Linked DNA regions of Mus musculus: region 2 is linked to region 1. The links are chromatin contacts, called in public ChIA-PET maps. All regions are on one chromosome and are shown on one strand. The core of a region is the stretch at or near the end of the contact, and the rest is flanking DNA. Distances in the headings are between cores, read along the strand shown. Region 1 has its middle 14 kb from the start of Gm36443. Region 2 holds the start of Rpl34 (ribosomal protein L34).

Region 1 (6,004 bases), core at 775-3,274:
GGAATATCATCATATTGCCCAGGCTGGCCGCAAATCCCTAACTGAAATGACTCTCCAGCTTTAGCATCCTGAACAGCCAAGAAGTGGAAATGCCCCCACTAAACCCACTAACAATGGCTTTAAAGGGATTTTCAAATTTCTTCCTGGGAGAAGCCAGCCATATTGAAAACACTTGAGTAGCCCTATAAATAGGCCCAGCTGTGGGGAACTGTGTCCTTCTGCCAACAACCAGCAGGAAATTTACCAGGAATCTAAAGAAACTCCTTGGACGGGGACCATTCTAGGAAATTTGTCACCATTGGATTCCCGACCTAGAAAGACTAGAGTATTCTTGTAGATTGCTAAGGTTTAGACTAACTCTTATGAAGAAATACGTACTTGACTGAAGTTTTCCAGAGCTTCTCTGTTCAAACCATTTCTTCACCAAACCGACCCCACCATTGTGAGCACTCCAGCAGCCCAGAGCTACTCCTGAGAGCACAGTCTAGCTTTCTGTTTCACAGAGAGAGCCCAGTACCCAAACATAGTCTGTGACCACGATGAGCCTTTCCTGAGCCGGGCCTACAGCCCGGGTGCCTCTACCCAGCATCACTGGACTCCAGCTCTGATGCCTCCTGGGTGCTCACTCAGCATGGCCCTGTGTGAAAACGAACCAGAACAATTCTCTGACTTTTACTACAGACGTTAAGTTTGGCGTGTCCCTCCTCTCCCCTCGCCCCCAGTCTGTTCCCACTCTCCTGGCCCTCCCCCCAGAAACACAGCTCACCTTCCCTCTACAGTTGCCTAGAAATAGAAAAAACAAAAAACAAACAAACACATCCACGCATGCGTGTCTCTGCTGCTCCTGACCGTGGTCTCCTTTTCCTGAAGACCCCTCTGGGTTTTTCGTCTTGTTTTTGAGCACTTCCTCCGAATGATTTACCCTGATTTCTGGCAATTTATACACTCCAATTCCCTTTGCTTCCCCCATTCACAATCGCGCCTCTCAGATCGCATGGCACATAAACAATCTTCCATTGCAAACTGCTGCAGTACAGTTTGTCCCCTGTAGGCATCAATAGGAAGTGTCCCGCCAGCCTAATTCTACGCAGGAAAAAAAAAGGGGGGGGGTCATAGATACATAATCTCAAGAAATTCTGCTCTGGTTGGTTTGGCAGTAGCATCTACAGTAATCTCTTCAGTTTGAAGTTAAAATTTGTAAACACCTTAGTGGATTCCACCCCCACCCACCCACAGGTTGTGTCTAAATGAACATCTATGTATCTACATTAATCAAACGCTTCATGCTTTTTTCCCCCCCAGTGAGGAAGTGGATACAAAGTTGACTTTGCTCCTAAAGGTTTCCTTCGCTCCCCTCCTCCACCCCGCCACGCCATGTTTTTGCCTGGCCTGAAATCTAGAACAGCAATGAAGAGCAGACTCCTGGTTTGACAGGATGCATTTAGATAGTTCAGGCAAGAGCAGGCACCCTGTGTTAAAGAGTCCAAAAGGTCTTAAGCAGAAAGAAAAGGCAAAGACTTGTCTCGTGTCACAGGTGCCACCTGTTGTTAGGAGTAGCAATCTATGAGCTCTGCACAGACAACTCCAGTTTCCGACTCTTATAAATTCCCAAGTTCAAATCCAACAGCCTCCAACTCTAACCCACGGGCGTGCGCCATGCTGCCAAAGGTAATTCAAATTTCTCCCCTTCAAGACCGCTTCGCCCCCAACCCCCACCCTCTTCACCTGGAACAGACAATCCGCGTATTTCAAAGAGTTCCTTAGTACTGAACTGAGTACTCGGAAACTCACCCACCAGTTTACATTTTAGGCTACTGAGCCTCACTCCTTTTACTGACAGACAAAGGAGAGGGCCACTGACGATGTTTACCCACCTAGGCTCGTGTTTGTCTAATGTTTAAACGGGCTTTTGTTATTATTAGACATTCCTGGACAATCGTTCTCAGAGCATCAAGCACACAGAGCAAGGAATCAAGCAAGCGATGCAGGTTCCGCGGTGGGGGAGGGGAGCCGAAAGGCGCCAAGCCGCGCCTCCCTGCTGCTTAGCACCATCTAGTGGCGGCTGCTAGTTCGACTTTTGGAACGAGAGCTCCCAGAGGACTTCGTAAAATCCAAAGGCTGTTTTCCTCCATCCTGGCGCTCTTCACCTTGTGTGTACTGCACACACACACGTATATTTTGAATTATACACAACAAATATCTCACCTTACTATTTAATAAATCCTTCCTTTGTCTCTGTACTGGGATATCTTACCCCTTAATCCCCGGACCTGTAGGCAATGAAGGCAGATGGTTTTAATATTATCAAAGCAAGCAGCGCTAGGAAATGCTCACAGGGGATATGCCTAATTAGATGCTTGCTGCCAGCCCTGACAACTGTAGTTCAATCTCTAGAATCCACATGATGGACGGAGAGAACTGACTTCCACAAGTTGTCCTCTGACCTCCATTCACACACACACTCTCTCTCTGTCTCTCTCTCTCTCTCTCTCTCTCTCTCTCTCTGTCTCTCTCTCTCTCTCTCACACACACACACACATTATTTTTAAAGATCATTTCATTCTAATTTTTAAAAATTTTAATTTAAAAAAATACTGAAGAAAATGAGACTCATATATCTCTGGAGTTAACTATGAATTTTTTTTTTAATTTCTAAACAAAGTCATCAGGCTCAACTGTGCCATGAGAAACTATTGGCACCCACAAAAAATAAGGAATAGTGAAGGCTCAGCTCTACTGGTACAACAACCCAAGCAGGCACCATGTGGCCTGCTCTTACAACACCGTGATGACAGTTTAACTTCATGACTAATTTATAATATACAAGTAGCTACCTTTTACCAAGTATAGATAAATGCTAACTGGACAGTCTACCTTTAAACTTACCCACAGAACGACAGCTGATAGGAGCTGAGAAGCGAGCTAGCTTCTTCATTATCCAGAACATTCTAATCCAGTTCTAGGATGGCAAGAGGCTCCTGAGAGTTAACAGTACTTCTACATGGCTGCTTTCAGCCTAGATCCTGGGTCAAATACACCATCAATACACCATGGTCATGACTGACTGTGACCCTACTTCCCAGGGTTGGCTCCCAGCCTGTGGAGTCTGGTGTGCGTCACTCATGAGCCCTCCAGTCAAAGCAAGACACAACATCAGATATGATGCTGTATGCATCAGATATGTTGCTGTATGCATCAGATATGATGCTGTGTGCATCAGATATGGTGCCGTATGCTTATATGCGTGGCACAGGAAGGAAGAACCAAGTCCAAGGCCAGCATAGCTACAAGACAAGACTGTGTCTCAAAAGCAAACAATAAACAAAGAATTGAAACAGGACATAAAATAACACAATCAGGTGAGAAGCTAAATATTTAAGAATCATTTTTTTCAAGCTAATAAATAGTAGAAACATCAAAAAGTCCAAGTCAATAGTATGTTTTTATTAATATTTATTAACACCAAGTTTTCAATAATTTTCTACCTTCCCCTTGTATATTCTTTGGGGGGGGGTTGTTTGTTTCTGTTGTTGTTTTGTTTTATTTTGTAGCTCAGTCTGAGCTTGAATTCATAATCCCGCTGCCTCAGCCTCCCCAACACTGGGATCATGGACCCATTAAAGTCTGTGGAAGCCTCCTTTAGCTTTTGTTCAGCATTAAAGCACATGGTTTGGCTGGAAAGGAGAATAGACACGTTCTATGGATGGAAATGTGAACTGTCAGTGGGAGTGACCTCTGTCTTCTGAAGGAACAAGACAATGTGGGAGGACCCAGGCGTTATCATCTTGAAGGTGGTTTTGGTATCCTCAGCAAAAAAAAAAAAAAAAAAAAAAAAAAAAAAAAAAAAAAAGGAGTGCAGCAAAAAAAGGAGTAAAAATTTGGGACACTTAACTGGGTGGCCTTGGTAACAGTTTCCTTGTAATACAGTTAAGTAATGACCAAGTCATAGGACTACCCGAGGGGCCACGGACAAGCTAAATGCAGCGGGTTTATTATGGTGTCCGTTGGTTTCTGCTGTTTTGCTTTTCTTATGAATTATTTTTCATCAAGCATTGGCAGCAACACTAAGACAAATACAAAAATAGGATGCATTAGAAAGCTCAGTGATTGAGAGACATCGCCAGGCTTGCAAGCCATGAGAAGGCACTCACACTCACACACCGACACTTGCCCTTACCTGGGGGGGGGATCGTGGGAGACAAAAAGAGAGGGAAGCCAACATAAGAAGCTCTCGCTTCACTAAAGAGAGCCATCTTCACTCTAAACCAGCCTCGGTGCCACAGAACGGAAGGTTTAGAGACTTATGCAATAATTACTCCAACCTCTGAAAAACATGGCAGGAAATGTTATTTCAGCTGATGTATGTGGAGATGGCCACCTTCCTGGTGTGCCAAAGCTTAAAGTGCTTTTAGGATTTTTTTTAAAGTTTCTCTTAAAATTACTTCATTTATTTCTCTTTGTGTATGTGTATTATTGTTTTGCCTGAATATATGTATGTATATGCTTGGCTCCTAAGGTGACCAGAAGAGGGTGTTAGGTCCCCTGGAACTGTAGTTATACACAGTTGTGAGCTATCATGTAGATGCTAAGAAACAAACCAGAGGCCTCCTCAAAAGCAGCCATTGCTCTCAACTGCAGAGCCACCTCTCCAGCAGTTAACTCCAAAACTCTTTCAGAGGCCTAGAACAGGCTGTAGCATCCAGTTTGGTTTTGCCTCTGAGACAGATTTCAGTTTCAGAGAGATCCACGTTCTGGTCTGACTTTGGCTACTTGGTCTCCATGTGTTCAGGGAAAACAGACTCTCCAAGGCTCCCTATGTCACTAGGTAAGATAACTAATTGTGACTATCACATACTTCTACCTCTGGCTTCGATGAGAATGAGGGTAGCATAATTCTGACACTCAATGCATTTAGTAAAAGTCAGCTATTGTGGTGTTTGTTTGTTTGCTTGGTTTTTTAATTGTCCTCATAGGCTCTAGGGAGTGACACTATTAGGAGGTATAGCCTTCCTGGAGTAGGTGTGCTCTTGTTGGAGGAAGAGTGTCACTGGAGGCGGGCTTTGAGGTCTCAGATGTTCAAGCCAGGCCCAGTGTGGCATTTTCTTCCTGCTGCCTACAAATATAGAACTCTCAGCTCCTTCTTCAGCACTGTGATGTCTGCGTGCACACTGCCACGCTTCCAGCTATGATGATAATGGACTCAACCCCTGAAACTGTAAGCCAGCCCCAATTAAATGTTTTCCTTCGTAAGAGTTGCTTCGGTTGTGGTGTCTCTTCACAGCAACAGAACCCTGACTAGGATAGCTATTATCAACATTGTGTGTGTGTGTGTGTGTGTGTGTGTGTGTGTGTGCGCGCGCGCGTGTGTGTGTGTGTTCTCATTTGTAGAGTGTAAAGTTTTGGGCTTTTGTCTTCTGTTTCATGATGAATGTTTTGATCTTCCCCTAACCAGCTATCCAAGGTTTAGGGGGCCTTCCTGTGTACCAATCTGCACTTGAAGCTACCAACAGAGACAGACAGACAAATACAGGGAGTGGTAACCACATTCAAGGATGCGTTTACTCTGACTTGTTGTATCCAAAATACCTTGAGAAGCATTGTAATTATGTGACCATAAAATCACTAAAAGGACTTTGAGACATAAAATTTAACTCTGGGAGCATGACTCAGAATAAATGTTTCAGTTGTAGTCAACATTATTTTCCTCTAGAGTCTCCTGCAATGCAACTTATTAACTGCCCAAGTCGCTCAATTTTTGGGTGGTTTGCTCGTCACAAATGCAAAACAGAGGTACGTATTCTTGATAAGCTTTAGCTTGTGTTGTCCATTCACTAGATATTTTAAGTGCAACAGGGAATGCTGCAGACACTATTGCAACCCTCCAGTGCAGTAGCACACATGAAGTGGTGTAGTGGGCTTGACAAGTAAGAGTGACATGGACTAAAAGCAAAGCAACATGATCGAGAAGCCTTGTCAAAGAAGAGCCATTGAGGCGTCCGTGAGT
Region 2 (5,662 bases), core at 724-3,223, 88 kb after region 1:
TCATCACTCCAGATAGGTCCTCTGCCTTCTCTTCCTCCCTCTTTCTCCAAAGATAACACAGTGCTGACCTCTGACCGTTCAAGGTCGCTCTTCTCATGTTCTTTTACATATATGCTGTCTCTTACCTAATTTTTATACCATTCATCCATAGTCTTTTTTAAAATTTTCAAAAATAATTTTTGTTTTGTTTTGTTTTTTGAGACAGTTTTCTGTGTGTAGCCCTGACTGTACTGGGACATGCTCTGAAGACCAGGCTGGTTTCAAACTCACAGAGATCTGACAAAAGATGTGTGCCACCACTGCCCAATTATTTTTTATTCTTATTGCTACATAGAATTTCACTGAGCAGATGTATATAGATCAAGCTAGCCTCGAACTCACAGCAATCTCTGTGTAAGATAAAATCGTGGGCTATCCGTTTTTGCCCACACTATTTTTTTAAATTAATAACCGGGTTGATGTGGATTTAACTAAGGGAAGGGGAGAGGGAACATTCCTAACTGCATCTCTTATTTGAAATGAGCTGCAGATACAGCTTTTAATGTGATTTCTAAGTGTGGCTATGTTTATCTGCATCAAGATGGAGAGATTGGAAGGTTTTCAGTGTCGACTCTTTTTCCTTTTACACCATTATTCGTCAGAATCTGTAGCGCTCCATGGAGTGGAACACTTTATTAACCATGTGGTTGTTAGCGGGTAGCTGATTATATCAGGGCATTACATGTTATGCAATGAAAACATGAATGGACTGGGTGAAAACATTTAGGTCATTAATTTGATGACTTTTTTTTTCTTTTTTTTTTGCTTTTTTTTTTTTTTTTTTTTTTTTTTTTTTGCTTTTTCGAGACAGGGTTTCTCTGTGTAGCCCTGGATGTCCTGGAACTCACTCTGTAGACCAGGCTGGCTGGCCTTGAACTCAGAAATCTGCCTGCCTCTGCCTCCCAAGTGCTGGGATTAAAGGCGTGCGCCACCACTGCCCGGCTTAATTTGATGATCTTGCCTTGGCATGTCTTCATTTAAAAATGAATAAGGAAATGTATTCATTCATTTATTCAAAACTAGGTTTGTCTCTCTACACCAGCCTTTATCCAACGCCTAAAACAGAGACTGGAGAGATTCCACAGTGGGAAGAACAGAGACCGCAGGCGCATGCATACGGACAGCTATTTGAGAGAGACCCGAGGAAAGGATATAGTCAGAGCGGTTTACCTAGTTTCTTGACAAAGATGGCAGTGATAATGGGCTCTTCTTTCAAGTCCAAGGAAGGTGTTCATTACTTTTGACAACATGATGAAAAACAAGGACCCATAGTGTAAACGTTCACATAGACATTTGGAGGTCGCTGACTCCCTCTGGTCCTCCTCTTCATCTTGCAGACAAAACTTTACCATCCAGGCAAAGTCTCAAATAGTCGTTTGCACACAATCATAAATTAACCACCCTTTATAGCGTTCTTGCTCTCTGTAAGACTTGCAGGTTAAGTGCTTTAACTTTGGGAGATCTTTTGATCAGAGCGCCACAGGGGTATTTAATATCTTCCTTTTAGAGACTTGCGGACTTGCCCAAAGTGAGATAGCTAGTAATTAGCAAATGCTTGGTTAAAAGTCTGTAAAGTGTGTGCTCTGGCTGAAAAACAGAAGAGGCCGGGAAGCAGAAGGGCCCGGGCTACCTTATGTACAGGACGCCATAAAGATTTTAAACCAGGTCTAATTACCCTAGGATAAAGGCATCGTGGCCCTTGTTTTCTCTTATGGAAGTGGGGACGCCTCCTCTGTCACTCGCTTTTGCTCCCACCAGGGACCCTACACCTAACTTCTCACGTGACGTTCCTACCGGGGCTAGAAAACGCACCCGCCTACGGAAGCCGCACTACACATCCGCCGCTCAACGCGGCGCCATCCACACAGGTTCCCCGCGTCCGCTTCCGTACAACATGGCGGCGCGCTCGCTGACGCGCCGCCTTCCCTGACGTACTTCCTGTCCGGCGCCGTCACACTTGACCCCTGAACTCACCCGCCCCTTCCTTTTCCTCTTCCGGGGACGGTGCTCAGAGGTATGGTGGCCTTCTTCTGCTCTGTGTTTTTTTACCGTTTACGATCCGTAGCCATCCGAGGCGTCAGGCGGGCGGGACGCCCTTGGGGTCGGGACTGTCGCTGGGGTCGGTGGTGAGGGACGAGGAGAGGTGCGTACCGGCCGAGGCCTCGGCTCGTAGACTCGGGAAGCCCGAGATCAAACCCGGCTTCCGAAGCGGTGAGTGGCCGGAGCTGCGCGCACCCTGGCCGTCGGCTACGGCGAGCGAGAGACCGAGTCGTGGTCGTGAAGCGCAGAGCGAGCGGAGCGCGGCCTCCGGCTGCTCCCCTGGTGCTGTCTGCCATGGTGGCTAGTCAGCGAGCGGGACGCGGCGGCGGCGGCTGGCTTGGTTAGGAAGATACGAATCAAGCAGTGGCGGCTCAGGGTCCTTAGCACTGGTCCGGGTCGCGCTTGGCGTTTGGGCTCCTTTTACGTAAAGTGGGTGTTGGGAAGGTGTGGAAGACAGGTCACCTGTAGCGCTTATTAATCAACTCCAGCCATTCGTCCCAGGGCTTGAGATTTAAACGAAGTCGCCTGTGTGTGAAGCTCTCGGGTAGAATGTTTGTCTGGCACGTTGACGGTCTGGAGTCCAAAATGCAGCATCGCTGCTGCGGGCTGGAGAGTCCTTTAGTAGCTGGTCTGCTAAGGAACGAACGAAGTTGGATTTGAAACAGCACGAAACCCGGCCCTAGTAGTAAACAAGACTTCTCCAGGACGCTGTTTTGGGACAAGACCTAGATTGTCATGACGCCTTACCAGCTGCCGCCACTGGGGTAGTTCGGTGTCTTCATCCTACTGGTAGCTGTATAAATTAGGGGGGAATACTGTCTTAGAGCCCAGGAGCTCTTCATCTCTAGTTTAAATGTGGGATTCTTTAGAACCGGGCCTTTGTAAGAGCACGGTGTGAATGAGTGTGTATATGAATGTAAGATATTTTATGTGGTGACGCTTTGGCCTTTATTATGGTGAAAGGTGATTGTGTTCTCTCTAAATTGTAGGCACTCAGGATGGTCCAGCGTTTGACATACCGCCGTAGGCTTTCCTACAACACAGCCTCTAACAAAACTAGGCTGTAAGTATCTGCAAGTTTGAAATAACTTTCAAATCGCTTTCTCTAGTATGCTGAGCTACTTACAATCTCCCTTCCTAGGTCTCGAACCCCTGGCAACAGGATTGTTTACCTCTACACCAAGAAGGTTGGGAAAGCACCTAAATCTGCATGTGGCGTGTGCCCAGGCAGACTTCGAGGGGTGAGTGTCCTTTTGATAGAGTTTTAATCCCTCAGTAGGCGGACTTGATATCTCTAGTCCGAAGTAGCCAATGTGAGAAATGACCAAAATGGCTTCCCAGTAAAAGCAGACTTCCCTTTGTAACCCAGTTCCCAGTTACTAGGAAATAAATGTCTTTCTCCTTGAGCATCTTAAGGTAATCACGGTCTTTGTTCTACAGGTTCGTGCTGTGCGGCCCAAAGTCCTTATGAGACTGTCTAAGACACAGAAGCACGTCAGCAGGGCCTATGGCGGCTCCATGTGTGCCAAGTGTGTCCGTGACAGGTGAGTGAGTGAGGGCCGAGGCAAGCTGGGTGTTTGTCACACGGCATGTGAGCTTGGAGTCGCCCCTTGACACCTGCTAGGTGCTCCTGTTGTGTCAGAATTTGGGGGTGTCTTTAAAGTAGCTTTGGTTTACAGAGAGCAGACAGGAAAGAGATGCTGAGTTAGTGTTTGATCGCTCGTAGGCAGCTGGGGAGGAGACGGTCTTGGAGGGTTAGGGAACAGTGTTGGTTTGGGTGGCTGATTGAGGAGGTGACAGACAAAGGTAGAAAAGATTGTGAAGGGCTTTAGTCTTGGATGGTAGAACCAGGTGACTCGAAGCAAAACTGAGGGTCCGGCTTGACAAGATGAAGGTCTGGGATATACAGATGCTTTTAGGCAGCAAGCCCTTGCCTTACTGGCCTAGAGAGGGTTTGGTGGTTTAAATCTTTTGGAATCTGGGAAGAGTGCAAGGATGGTTGTGGCTTATTTGCAGAGCACCAGATAACATTTCAGAACTTCTGGGTGGACTTTCTGGCTAGGTGGGGTTGTTTAGGGGGGAAACCAGCACTTCCAGTTTCATACTCATAGTTAGTACAGTGCAGTGCTCAGTGTCTAAGGGGAGAATTCAGAAGCCGGGCTGGACTCTGGTTTGTTTGGTAGTTTTACAGAATGCTCTGACCAAGTGGGTTTTTTGTTTTGTGTCTTGACAACAATAATCTGCCTGCCCTGTTTGTGGTAGTTGTTCACTAAAAGGAGGAAGGCCTAGTACCTTAATACAGGCACGGGGCAGATGTTCTAATGCAGGCCATCTGGACTCATAACATAGAGCAGAGAAATGTCATGCAGTTGTAGAAGCTGGGCTGGCATTTGAGGCCAAACCTGAATGATGCAAACGGAAAAGATTTCCAGGCTCTGGTGTTTGACCTTAAGGTGGTGACTTTTGAGCTACGGGGATTTGCTTGGCATATTTGATTCATCCCCTACAGAATCTAGATTTGGGCCTAACAAGATGGGGGGAGGCAGAGGCAGGCGGATTTCTGAGTTTGAGGCCAGCCTGGTCTACAAAGTGAGTTCCAGGACAGCCAGCAGCCAAGACTATACAAAGAAACCCCGTCTCGAAAAAAAAAGAGATGGTGTCCTTGTCTTTAACACTAACACACAACACACACACACGTTCCAGTTCACAGCTGGTAGCTAGGTTTTATGGAAAATAATAAAGTGAATAAAACATTTCAATAATATGTCCTGGATCCTGGTGCAAGAAATAACGTTAGTCAGAAACTATTTAAGTGATGGTCTTGTCTTGGGTGTTGTCTGTTAAGTTTCTATTACTGTGATAACTGTGACCAGAGGTGACTTGGGGTGGATGTTATTTTGCACTTGGAGGTGCTAGTCCCATCACTGAGGGAAGTCAGGGCAGGAGCTGAAGCAGAGGCCATGGGGAATGCTGCTTGCTGGCTTGTTCTCCTTGGCCTTCTCAGACTGCCTTCCTAAAGCACACATTCAAGGCCCAGTGTGGTGCTGCGCACAGGCCAATCTTGGAGGCATTTCCTGATTGATGGTCCCTCTTCCTGTATGACTCTAGCTTGTGCCTAGTTGACAGAAAACTTGGCCAGCACAGCCAGTTTATTTTATGAGTGATCATGAAGCAGTCAAGATTACTTGGATTGGAGAAGTCCTCCACAAATATTCATGTAACTTCATAAGCTTTGTGACATTTTTTGTGTATTTTTCTAGGCCCTTGATTGCTTTGCTTCATCTTACAAGGTAACGTTCCCATGTTAATAACTGGTTTGTTTTTCTTTCTAGGATCAAGCGGGCTTTCCTTATTGAGGAGCAGAAAATCGTTGTGAAAGTCTTGAAGGCACAAGCACAGAGTCAGAAAGCAAAATAGATATGCACATTTTTTAAGTAATAAAAATCAAGACTTGATCTACGCTTCCGTTATCTGTGATTTGTTTAGGACTAATTTATAATTGGGGCCTTTCTCTGAAGGAGACAGTGGCTGGAGGTCACTGGATACTAGAACCTTGGGTGGTCCCTCTGATTAGGACGGGTCC

The links. ChIA-PET counts read pairs in DNA pulled down with a chosen protein or histone mark.
Region 2: an RNA polymerase II ChIA-PET map of memory CD8 T cells shows a contact between it and region 1, with 319 read pairs. The contact joins the promoter of Rpl34 here to the enhancer-like site in region 1. A contact is called at or near these places in 2 of 39 promoter capture datasets (macrophages and pre-B cells), 10 of 484 Hi-C or Micro-C datasets (the 63-12 cell line, B cells, Th1 cells and 6 more) and 4 of 115 datasets of contacts at active chromatin or transcription factors (the 230-238 cell line, effector CD8 T cells, embryonic stem cells and 1 more).

Annotation. Positions count from the first base shown.
Region 1 is chr3:130,814,916-130,820,919 of GRCm38.p6, reverse strand. No RefSeq gene overlaps it. Among named protein-coding and RNA genes, the nearest start is that of Gm36443, 14 kb to the right of the region's middle. Within about 2 kb of position 2,024, at least 91 of the 459 cell types and tissues checked have an H3K27ac peak or open chromatin away from gene starts, as enhancers often do. A contact at or near this core is called in the 63-12 cell line, Th1 cells, cortical neurons and 2 more, where this site is marked.
Region 2 is chr3:130,726,709-130,732,370 of GRCm38.p6, reverse strand. It overlaps Rpl34 (ribosomal protein L34), which reads left to right and starts at 1,973. Exons shown (of 5, transcript NM_001005859.3): 1 at 1,973-2,053; 2 at 3,069-3,142; 3 at 3,221-3,320; 4 at 3,520-3,623; 5 at 5,412-5,544. The coding sequence starts at 3,078. The coding sequence ends at 5,496.